Linked DNA regions of Rattus norvegicus: all the other regions are linked to region 2. The links are chromatin contacts, called in public Hi-C maps. All regions are on one chromosome and are shown on one strand. Each heading gives the region's core, a stretch centred on a gene start, on an enhancer-like site or on the middle of the called end of the contact. The rest is flanking DNA. Distances are from core to core; before and after follow the strand shown.

The links. A called contact is a pair of places that touch in the nucleus more often than the background predicts.
Region 1: a Hi-C map of hepatocytes shows a contact between it and region 2, with 2.3 times the contacts expected there. The contact joins the promoter of Lin7a here to the promoter of Acss3 in region 2. A contact is called at or near these places in 3 of 12 Hi-C or Micro-C datasets (hepatocytes, kidney and liver).
Region 3: a contact with region 2 is called in a Hi-C map of hepatocytes, with 2.7 times the contacts expected there. The contact joins the enhancer-like site here to the promoter of Acss3 in region 2. A contact is called at or near these places in 5 of 12 Hi-C or Micro-C datasets (the A7r5 cell line, the Rat2 cell line, hepatocytes and 2 more).

The regions. Positions count from the first base shown.
Region 1 is chr7:44,472,308-44,475,301 of GRCr8, forward strand. It overlaps Lin7a (lin-7 homolog A, crumbs cell polarity complex component), which reads left to right and starts at 1,261. Exons shown (of 6, transcript NM_001408921.1): 1 at 1,261-1,360. The coding sequence starts at 1,279.
Region 2 is chr7:44,334,579-44,338,071 of GRCr8, forward strand. It overlaps Acss3 (acyl-CoA synthetase short-chain family member 3), which reads right to left and starts at 2,106. Exons shown (of 16, transcript NM_001414941.1): 1 at 1,742-2,106. The coding sequence starts at 2,040.
Region 3 is chr7:44,130,001-44,133,445 of GRCr8, forward strand. It overlaps Acss3 (acyl-CoA synthetase short-chain family member 3), which reads right to left. Exons shown (of 16, transcript NM_001414941.1): 14 at 1,652-1,751; 15 at 1,392-1,567; 16 at 1-449. The coding sequence ends at 381. Among named protein-coding and RNA genes, the nearest start is that of Acss3, 200 kb to the right of the region's middle. Within about 2 kb of position 1,566, at least 2 of the 93 cell types and tissues checked have an H3K27ac peak or open chromatin away from gene starts, as enhancers often do. A contact at or near this core is called in hepatocytes and liver, where this site is marked.

The sequences.
Region 1 (2,994 bases), core at 11-2,510, 140 kb after region 2:
GACTTTCATGATCAAAGTTCTTAAACCTAAAACTGTTAAAGATAAGTATAAGAAATACTACGTTCAGTGTGTCTCTAAGGATCTGTTGGATAGCTAGATGGCCAATCATCTTTGACTTTTCAATTACTGCTGAATATCTGCTTCCTTCCCTTCCCCTCTGGGTATCATTAACAGAACATAGCATTGGTCATAGTCACAGGGAAGGGCAGCATCCTTATCCCAGCCCTGTGCTCCCTCATCTCTGTTATGCCTAGAGGAGGCTTCTCCATGCTTCTTCATGATTTGATAAGGAAATGAGGCTTGGGGAAAATTTCATGGAAGTTGGGATAAAGGGCTCACAGTATCTAAGTCTTCGGGAACTGAAACATGATCGACTGGTTCTGAAACCAGGCCTTTAACGTTATCTACCTGTAATTCAGAGGGTGCAGAAAAAAAAAGAATCCCCAGGTTAAGATGTAGTAAATGGTACCAAACATCCGTGACTCAACTCCTCCCATCCCTGCTAATTAATCAATACATAACAGCTCTGAATGCACGTTTCTTCTAGATTAGCACGAGAGGGTCCCAGTTAAATATCATTCACTGACAGAAACTGTTGTTTTCATTTTTTATTTTAAAACCTTTTAAGGAAGTTTGCTTGTAAAGGCAAGTTATTTTCCTAGGCAATAAACCCAGCTTCTAAATAAACACTGACTTACAGAACCCTGGCCCTCCGGTACCCTTGTACTGTTGGGAGGGGACCTTCTAAACAAAAAGCTTCAACAGAAATTAACAGCAACTACAGTGATATATAGCCACATCTCCCATAACTAGTGGCGTTTCCCCTGGAAAGGGATGTGGAAAGGGAGGTTGAAAATGTTCTTAATCTGAAAAGAATTCTGTCCCCACCTCTCTCTACTGTCTCTCCCGCTTCCGTGTCCTCTTCCTCTGTGTTCGAGTGCATTCTGACCACTAAGCTTGGGTGGAAAGTTGAAAGACAGCAAACCTGCTACACCCAGCCAGGGCTCCCGATAGGTGGGCGAGCAAAGTTCTAGGGCTGAGCGTTCCTTTCTCAGCTCCTGGCCATGCAGGCGCTCGCGGATACCTGCCCTGCTTGGCGCGGCACTGAAGATTCGCCGCGGCGGAACAGTTGAATCTCCATCTGGCTACCAACCCACCCAAGCTTTCTTCTCCTCCATCACCACCTTCCTGCCTCCCCCTCCTCCCCCTCCTTTCCGTCTTCCCTCTCCACCCCCGCCCCCAATCTCCTCCTCTTTTTCTCACTACAAGCGGTTGCTGATGCTGAAGCCGAGCGTCACTTCGGCTCCCACGGCAGACATGGCGACATTGACAGTGGTCCAGCCGCTTACTCTGGACAGAGGTAAGGGAGCGGCTGGTCCGTCAGGCCACACAGTCCGCACGGTTTCGCCTTCCATTCTGCCCAGTCCCACAGGGAAGGCAGGATGCGCTCGGGCAGGGGCAGCTGGGGGAGGAGGATCAACCCAGGAGGGTTTCGCGCCCAGAACAGGACACTTTCTTCCCCTCTCTCCTCGCCTGGTCCCTGCCGCCCCTTCTTGCTGCGCTCGCCGGGGCGTGGGTGCTTGCCAGAGCTCGATGCTTCAGCTGCCAGTCTCAGTCCCTCTCCGGGTCGCCTCCGAGCCCCGGCTTTGTTGGAGAGGATGAGCAGGGACCGCTGAGCGCTAGTGACTGGAGGTTGGAGATGGGCACAGAAAGCCCTTCCAGCTAACGCTGCTAAGGGACCAGTGGGGAAGCCAACTGCCAACTGCCGGCGCGGGGACCCGGAGGGAGGAAGTTTGTCCCTGCGCTGGAAACGAGGGGTCTGTGCAGCTGCGGTGACAGGGAGATCGCCCCAAGGCGGCAGGGCGCTTGGATGGGTAGCTGGGTGCAAAGCCTCCGGGCTGCCGAGCCAGGGCCCTGCCCTCGGGCGAAAGGGCAGAGCAGAGCCGGGGCAACCTTCGCCGGCTCGGGGACATCGCATCCAAGAGCCCAGCCGGCTTGGCTCCGGCATGCGGTCCGGAGCTGCGGCTCGGGTCGCGGTACTCCCTCACCCTGCAGTTTCAGGGCGATAGCAACTCCTGTTTCCTGCTCCAGCAAACCTTGTTCTTCACCAGCCAAGTGCACCTCAGTGCCTGGGCTGCAGAAGGCGCGGAGACAAAGCGCAGGCTGGGTAACTGTTTAACTTCTAGCCTGTGACCTGTGCGTCCTACTCTTTGGTTGAATGGGAAACAGCGTTTGCTCAAACCTTCACAAACCTGGTTACCGGTTTCTCCTCTAGGATCCGGCCCTGCCTAGCGCACCGGAGTAGTACCTGGCTGTAAATGGGAGTTTCCTTTCTGCCTCACCGGGTCCAGTTACTAGGGCGCCAGAGTCCCAGCTCTGCAGAGAGAGGGCACCTCTAGCTCTGGGTCCGCAGCGGCGGGGCTTAGGACCCGGTGCAGCCATTTGAAAATGCTGTGCTCAGAAGAAAATGATTTAGTCCTTGTCCCTCTAAAATTTCTCTTTCTGGAGGATTAAACTAGAGGGCCCAGCAAGGCAAAAAGAGCATCCTACTGCGAGCACAGTGGCAAAGCTGGTAAACTGTGTTTCAGGTTCTTAATTTGGAGAGATCTCTGGTGACTTTAACTCAATCTGTTGGTGCCAGAACGGATATTATGCGGTGCCCATAGCAACCTTACTTAGGGTAAGAGTTGAACAATAATTGATTTTTATGTTGGGAAATGTTCGTTTACAAGCTTGCAAATTAATAACAGCAAAGAGCTCAGAAGTCCGCCGTGTAATCTATGATTTTAGTCCCAATATCATCTGCACTAAGCAGGATAAATCCATTGCTGGTAAGAGCCAAGCAGATGGCAGGCTATTAAAAACGATGGGTTTCCCAAGTATTTCTGTTTTAATGTGATGAGCTCTTCTATTGTCCCATTACTGAATTACAGTCATTAAACATCCCAAGTTTAACTATATTAAACTTCCCAAGTTCTATGTTAGAAGCAAACA
Region 2 (3,493 bases), core at 856-3,355:
TGAGCCATCTCACCAGTCTCCAGTGGCCTCTTATCTGAAATCTTTGCATATTGGTTTTGTGGTAAAGGTAGCCACCTAAGACTGTTAAAGAACAATGATTTATGACAGATACACAAAACAGTGAGCTTTGAGGAAAACCCACTGTGATAATCTCTGCTACAATCTGAAAGACCCTAGAAGACCTTCCTATTCCTACATGATTGTAACGGGAAAATAAAAAGATAGCTTTCCCTCTAATAACAATTACGGTCTAATCCACAGGGTTACTCCGCTTTAATTCTTCAATCAGCTAATCCTCTGACTAATGACTTGATTTTGAGAGAGAGAAAGAGGAAAAATGAAGCACTGAGATTAAGTCATTTGACTGTAAGCCCAGTAACTAAGGGAATAAGAACACAAACCAGTCAACGCGTTCCAGAGAGCAAACACGGTCATTCCCCCATTGCTATAGTCTCACTGCCTGGTTCACTGTCACCACACAGAAGTGAATGGATCAAATACTACTAGAATAATAAATTGAATTGTGGTGGGGGTGGGGGGGCTATATTCACATTTGAAAGAATCATTACGGAAACACCCCCACAAACAAAACCATTAGGGAGCAAGGCATGATGGAGACACAGAACAGACTGCTCCCAGTTTCCTGACAGGTTCTCTGCTGTGAGAAGAAAGTCATCCACTAAAGGGCCAAAGGACATCTTAACCAATGCATCGCCCCCATCTGCTAAGTAGCTTTCTTTTCTAATTCCAATTTTACCGAGAATATCATTTCCTAATAACTAGCAGATGGGAGCGACCATATCCTTAAAGTGCTAGGCACCTAGAAACTCTGCGTAGTTTTCCAAAGACTGTAGGCTTCGCTCTCAATAGCCTAAAGGTCTTTCCTACAATGTCTTGTCCTTCGAACATAAAAACAGTGTTCGAGAAGCACAAGGCCCTGGGTTCGGTCCCCAGCTCCGAAAAAAAAGAACCAAAAAAAAAAAAAAAAAAAAAAACAGTGTTCAAAAGTATTTATAATTGAAACCTATAATCGAAATGTCAAGATGAAAGCTTTCTTCCTACCATGACTCCTAAGGTCACCTGTCCTCCATCAGCCCCCGGGCAATACTTAAATTTCATGTAAAAAGCCTATATGGTACTCCGGGCTATCTGCCACACTATTTAAGCCTCTTACCGCAACTCCTTTCTCCCATTGCTCCAGCTAACACAATTACAGTGTCAGTTACTTCCGGTTGTCTTCTACCCCCTTGAACGTTGATAATGAGATCACTTCATCTTTGAAATGATAAGGTTTAATCCTTCCAGAGCTTGCTCAGTTACCTTTTACTTCACCGCTCTCTCGCCCTCCCTCCCCACAATAGGCAGGTCCATAATTCCCTGGGTCTATTACATACTCTGTATTTGTTTACACAGTTTCTCCTCTTACAGTCAGCAGAGTCCTTGCATGCTGAGCCTTTGTTTTTGTAAGCCTTTGTTTTGGTCACTCAACATCCCCACTGCCAAGCAGGGCCTCTGCAAATAAATCTCGTAGGTGAAACTGGGATCACCCTAGATAACGGAGAACTTCAAAGGAGAATGTAGGACAGCAAGGAGAACGAAACCATCAAACAACAGAAATAGCTGAAGGCATCGTACATTTTGATTTCCTTTCTTATTAGAACTTTAGATTCCTATCCCAGACCTTCCAGCTTTGGCATCCAAGAAGTTAGGAGATACTAGAAATGACTAAGACATCACTCACCAACTAGTGGAAGGCGGGTATCTGTTCTCTAGTGTTTTGGTCCAGGGCTTGTACCAACTGATCTGCTCAGCAGCTTTACCCCAGAATCTCTCCGGGTCAGCCACAGAGGCTGCAAAGTGGGTCTTGTACTCGCCACCACCGCTGCTTGTGGTCAGAGCCCTGCAGCCCCTGCCCCCGAACCCGGCCACCAAAGCCCTTCGGGCCACACCAGCTCCTCTTACTGAAGGGGATCCTGGCAGAGGTGCCCCAAGCGTCCCGGCGCCTGTTACTTTGCGACATTGCAACCAGGAGGGCTTCATACTTTCTTTCTGTCCCTAGCTGCAGGCGGAGCAGCTTGCTATCCCAACAGCGGTGGCACTGCCCCTGAGGGGGAGCCTGCAGGAGGCGGAGACTAACCTGGAGGTGAATTCCCACTAGCCTAGAAGTTTGGAAGTCAAACTGAAGTTCGCGATAAAAACCGACCTGGAGCCAGGAAGAAAGCAACAGGCTGGAGCAGAGACCTGGGAAAGGGGGGCAGAAGTCTACCGGGGTTAACTTGCGTCAGCCCTAAATTCAACTCTTACACACATGACAGTCACTTGTCATTTGACAGTGTTCTCCGGACTTAGATACACACAAAGACGCCCAGAACAAGGCCAAAGGGCTCAAAGACTTATTTAAAACAAAGCGTGTATATCTCTGTCCTAAAACGAAGTCACGGAACTTTGGACATTATAGTGAGGCTCTGGGATATTGTTTCCCTTTACTCAGTATCCCTTCGTTTAAAATTCAACTCTCAAACCCTAGTTATTAAAACCACAAGCAGCTCCAGGGCAACTTTTGTTCCAGGATTTCCTGGCAGCCTGGAGGAGGCGTGGAAAGGTTACCGAGCGGGGGTTGGGGGAGTGTTTCCAGAAGTGATTGACAGGGCTGGCCACTAGAGACCTGAAGGCACCTGCCTGTCCACAGGATTTAGACGCAGGAACACAAAGAACTTCGAACATTTCGTCCCTTCTTATTGCCCTTCGGAGTTATTCTGACTTTCTCAGGGAACACATGGTTGTGAGATTTCTTTGGGGTAATAGAAATATTCTTAAATAGAATATGGTAACCACTCCATAACTCTGAAGAAACTAGAATTCACTGTCTGTCCTGTACGTACCCCTCAAGAGGGTGGATTGTGTAATGCGTGGGTTACGTGTCAGAAGGCTCTTCTCAAATCAAAAGATGAAATGATTCCTAGGAAAGACGAAGCCCGGAAAATTCAAAACACACTGGTGCGATGGTTTCCTGCCCGGTTTCACCACTCTTCAGGTTCTGCCTTCTGCCATACTTCAACGAAATCTTTTGCTTTAATATCGTGCCAAATGCACTCTGTCGTAGTGTCACAATATTTGAAGCTTTACATGGGTAGATAATGTATCCCCAAGTCTTGGGTGAGAAATGGTGGAATGTTCTTGACCCTATAAAGGATCATAAATTAAAAAGCAGTAAACAAATGATCCTGCAGGAAGAAAATGATGTGGGGATAAAGGCTAAACGGTACAGGCATAAATCTACTGCAAGACAGAAAATAAAATGACTGTAAGTAACCACCCCAGCTATTTTCCTTAACTGAGAAGCAAGACTCCACATCTTTCCTACCCACCCACTTCATATTATATTGTTTTATTTATTCCTCCCAACCTTCTTAGAAGAAGACTGTCATCACTTAAATCAAAATCCATTCAATCTCTTTATCCCTCCTTGCTTCTACACCACGCTGCCATCTGA
Region 3 (3,445 bases), core at 316-2,815, 210 kb before region 2:
TTATATTCTGACTTAGATTTCAGTTTAGATTTTGATCAACGTGTGGCTGATTTTTATCTCCAGAAAGTGCATTTGTAGTACAGATATTCTCCACTAAAATGTGTTTGGGAAGCACACGAGTTAGCAAAGCCATACTCCTTAACATGCTCCTTAACACACGCGATAGTGTAGAATGATCCATGTTACAGAAAAGAGGTAAGGGGGCAAACAGGTTTCCGCGAAACACAATGTACAGCCTTTCAGGGGCCACCAGACTAACTACACACTACAGCTCATAGCTCAGTTGATGAGAAATGTTTTCTTCAAGTATTTACTTGTAGAAAATAGAAGACCTAGATCCAGCTAGAAAGTTAAGACGAAGGGATTCAAAAGAGTAAACATCACAAAGCCTGCTTCAGTACTTCTTCGATGTGACCAAAAATGCTGGGGTCCTCAATTGTAGGGGTTACCTGAAAATAAATGGCCAGTGTCAGATGAGCAACCTCCCTTGAACTTCATTGTGAATAATAATAATAATAATAATAATAATAATAATAATAATAACATGTTTTGTTTTACTGCCCATTTTTGTTGTTGTTTTAACTTCATTTTGATTTTTTTGAGAAAGAGTCTCATGGGTACTGGTTGGCTTCAAATGCCTAGGGTAGGAAAACCCAGTCTTGCTTTACCTCACAAATGCTAGGACTATAGGCATATAGAGTATATACCCCCAATAATTTTATAAAACACCCACAAGATAGGGAACTTCCAGCCAAATACTTAAATATTCATCTTCAGGGATAGTGAAGGAAAGAGTTTGTTTAGCAAAACTGTTGATATTTCTACATATTTCTCCAGAGTTTTTGTTCATTTATTTTGAAAATTGCTTAGAACATTATTATTATTATTATTGTTGTTGTTGTTGTTGTTATTACTATATAAAAGTCTTGATGAAATTAAAGGTGACCATGCCAATAGCATGCCTTGACACTGAAATACACATGTGTTTGAATCAGTCCAGAGTTTCAAAAAATGATTCCCTCACATAACAGTAAAAAGCAATTAGATGTCATATGTTAAAACATTTCATACTTCTCAGATGCTTCACTTTCTCATCATGGATGGTCATTAGTGACTGAAATCAAGCGACCTGCACGTTTAGTTCAAAGGAAAGAATTTCTGCAAGTCTGTTTGAAATTTACAAAATTGCCGAGAGCAAAGTTCACACGAGAGCTCCTAGGATGAAGCACGTGATCTTAACCAACACTTCCTTCTCAAGCTCTCCTTACAGATTAGGAAAATGGTTCGGTGGAGATAGAATTCAGGATTTAAAATCTTAACCTAATAAAGCTTTTCTGGTGCCAAAGACGTCATGAAAATTACTCCAGCAATAAAGATTCTGATTCATTTACCTTATAAGGCTTGCCATTGACCAGGGCAGACAGGGTAGACCGTGGAATTTTGCCAGACCTGGTTTTGGGTAACTGTTTGACGAAAACTGCATTTCGAAAAGCAGCCACCGGGCCAATGCTCTGCCTAACATGTTTCACAATCTCTTCCAAAACTTGTTCTTCTGTTGCATTTACGTCTAGGGAGAAAGTCGAGCTGTTAAGCACCAAATTAATGCCACTCATTCCGGGCCAAACAGTCAGGGATGACAAACGAGACTCACCTTTCTTCAACACGCAGAGTGCTAATGGGACATGACCTTTCAAGGGGTCTTCCTTGCCAACCACAGCGCAGTCAGTCACAGTGCCGTGTGAAAGGACTGACTGTAGTGAGAAGAGACGTGCCGTTAGGTGACATGTATGATTATAATCTTAACACATAAGAAACCCATAAGAACAACAGTATCAACCAATTAGACCACTCAAAGCTCCCAGGAACTAAACCACCAATCAAAGAGTACACGTGGAAGGACCCGTGGCTCCCGCTGTATCTGTAGCAGAGGATGGCCTTGTCTGGCATCAAGACAAGAAGCCCTTGGTCCTGTGAAGGCTTGATTCCTCAGTGTAGTTAAATGTCACGGCTTGGAGGTAGGAGGGAGTGGGCGGGTGGGTGAGCACCCTCATAGAAGCAGGGGGAGGAGGAATGGGAGAGGGGGTACCAGGAAAAGGGATAACATTTGAAATGTAAATACACAAAATATCCAATAAAAAATCAAGAAAGAAAAAGAATCATGAAATCCAGAGCTGCTGTCCAGAAATTCCCGACTGGTTCGCATCACTACCTCTGAGGTGAATAGTTAGAATTGTCACGGTTGTTATTAAGGGCTGACGGTGACAAAGAGAAATTACTTAGCTTTCCCAGAAAAGGAAGAGAGTGTTGCTTCTTCTTAATTGCTTATTAATGAAATCAAAGAACGTGCTGTAACAAGTATGTAAACAAAGCCTACAGGCCTTTAACGGGAAGCCTTGAGTACATTTGACTTCATTTCATTGCCGCCTATTTAATGAGGATGCCCATGATGAAGGGGTGAATTTATTTTTGAGGAATAAACACAGTATTCTGTTCAATGGGTTGTCCTTCCACCTAGAGAGGGATTTTTTAGCACTTAAAGGAGGTTTGCCATGAAAAGGAGATGACAGTAAGAATATATGGGTAGATGTTTACCTCACAAGGAGGAGGGGGCACAAGAAAATCTCAGCGAAACAATGCAACATCCAATCAGATGAGAAGGAAGTGGGTGAGGCTGAGAGCGGAGGAAGACAATGGTGGCTGTAGATGAGAAGCCGCTACCTACTAAACGGGAGCTGTTTAGGGAACTTAATTCAACTTTTATTTTAGCCACACTGGGAAAGGATGAAGCAGCTTCAGGAAGAGGCATCACAAGGTCACAGTGAATTTTTTAAGCATATTTTTTTACTGTAGCCATAAAATTATAATGAACTAAGCAGAAAGTAGAAACTTCACAATAGAATGTACCCTCACATATCCACAATCTCCCTGACACACCGGTACCAAAGCGGCAGATTTATTATTAAAAAGAACTAATATTGGACATTGCCATTACTCTTGTCCACATACTTGTGCATCTTTCCTGGAATCTATAGGTTCTAACAATTTATGAGATGTGTCACCACTGTACAACATACAGAATTGCCTGGCTTCCATACAACTGCTTTGCCTGACCATCCATACCCCTATCCTTGAACGCTTAATAACAATGATCATTTTGCTTTATCCAATAATTATCCATTTAACTAGAACCATACTGCATATATTTTCAGACTGGCTTTTTATAGCAAAGAGTAAATCTAGAGAATCACAGACTTAGTATGATTTCAGTATGGAGAATAACTATTGTGGGAGTGTCAGTTTAGACAGGGTAATACTCTGAGAGTCTTATATACTGAACTCTGGTAGTACATACAAACACATACTAAGAAGAATAGTCAATATGTGATAATATTTTGGATCTGTGGTGTGAATAATCTAGAGAAATTAAGGACAACCGTGTAAGGTG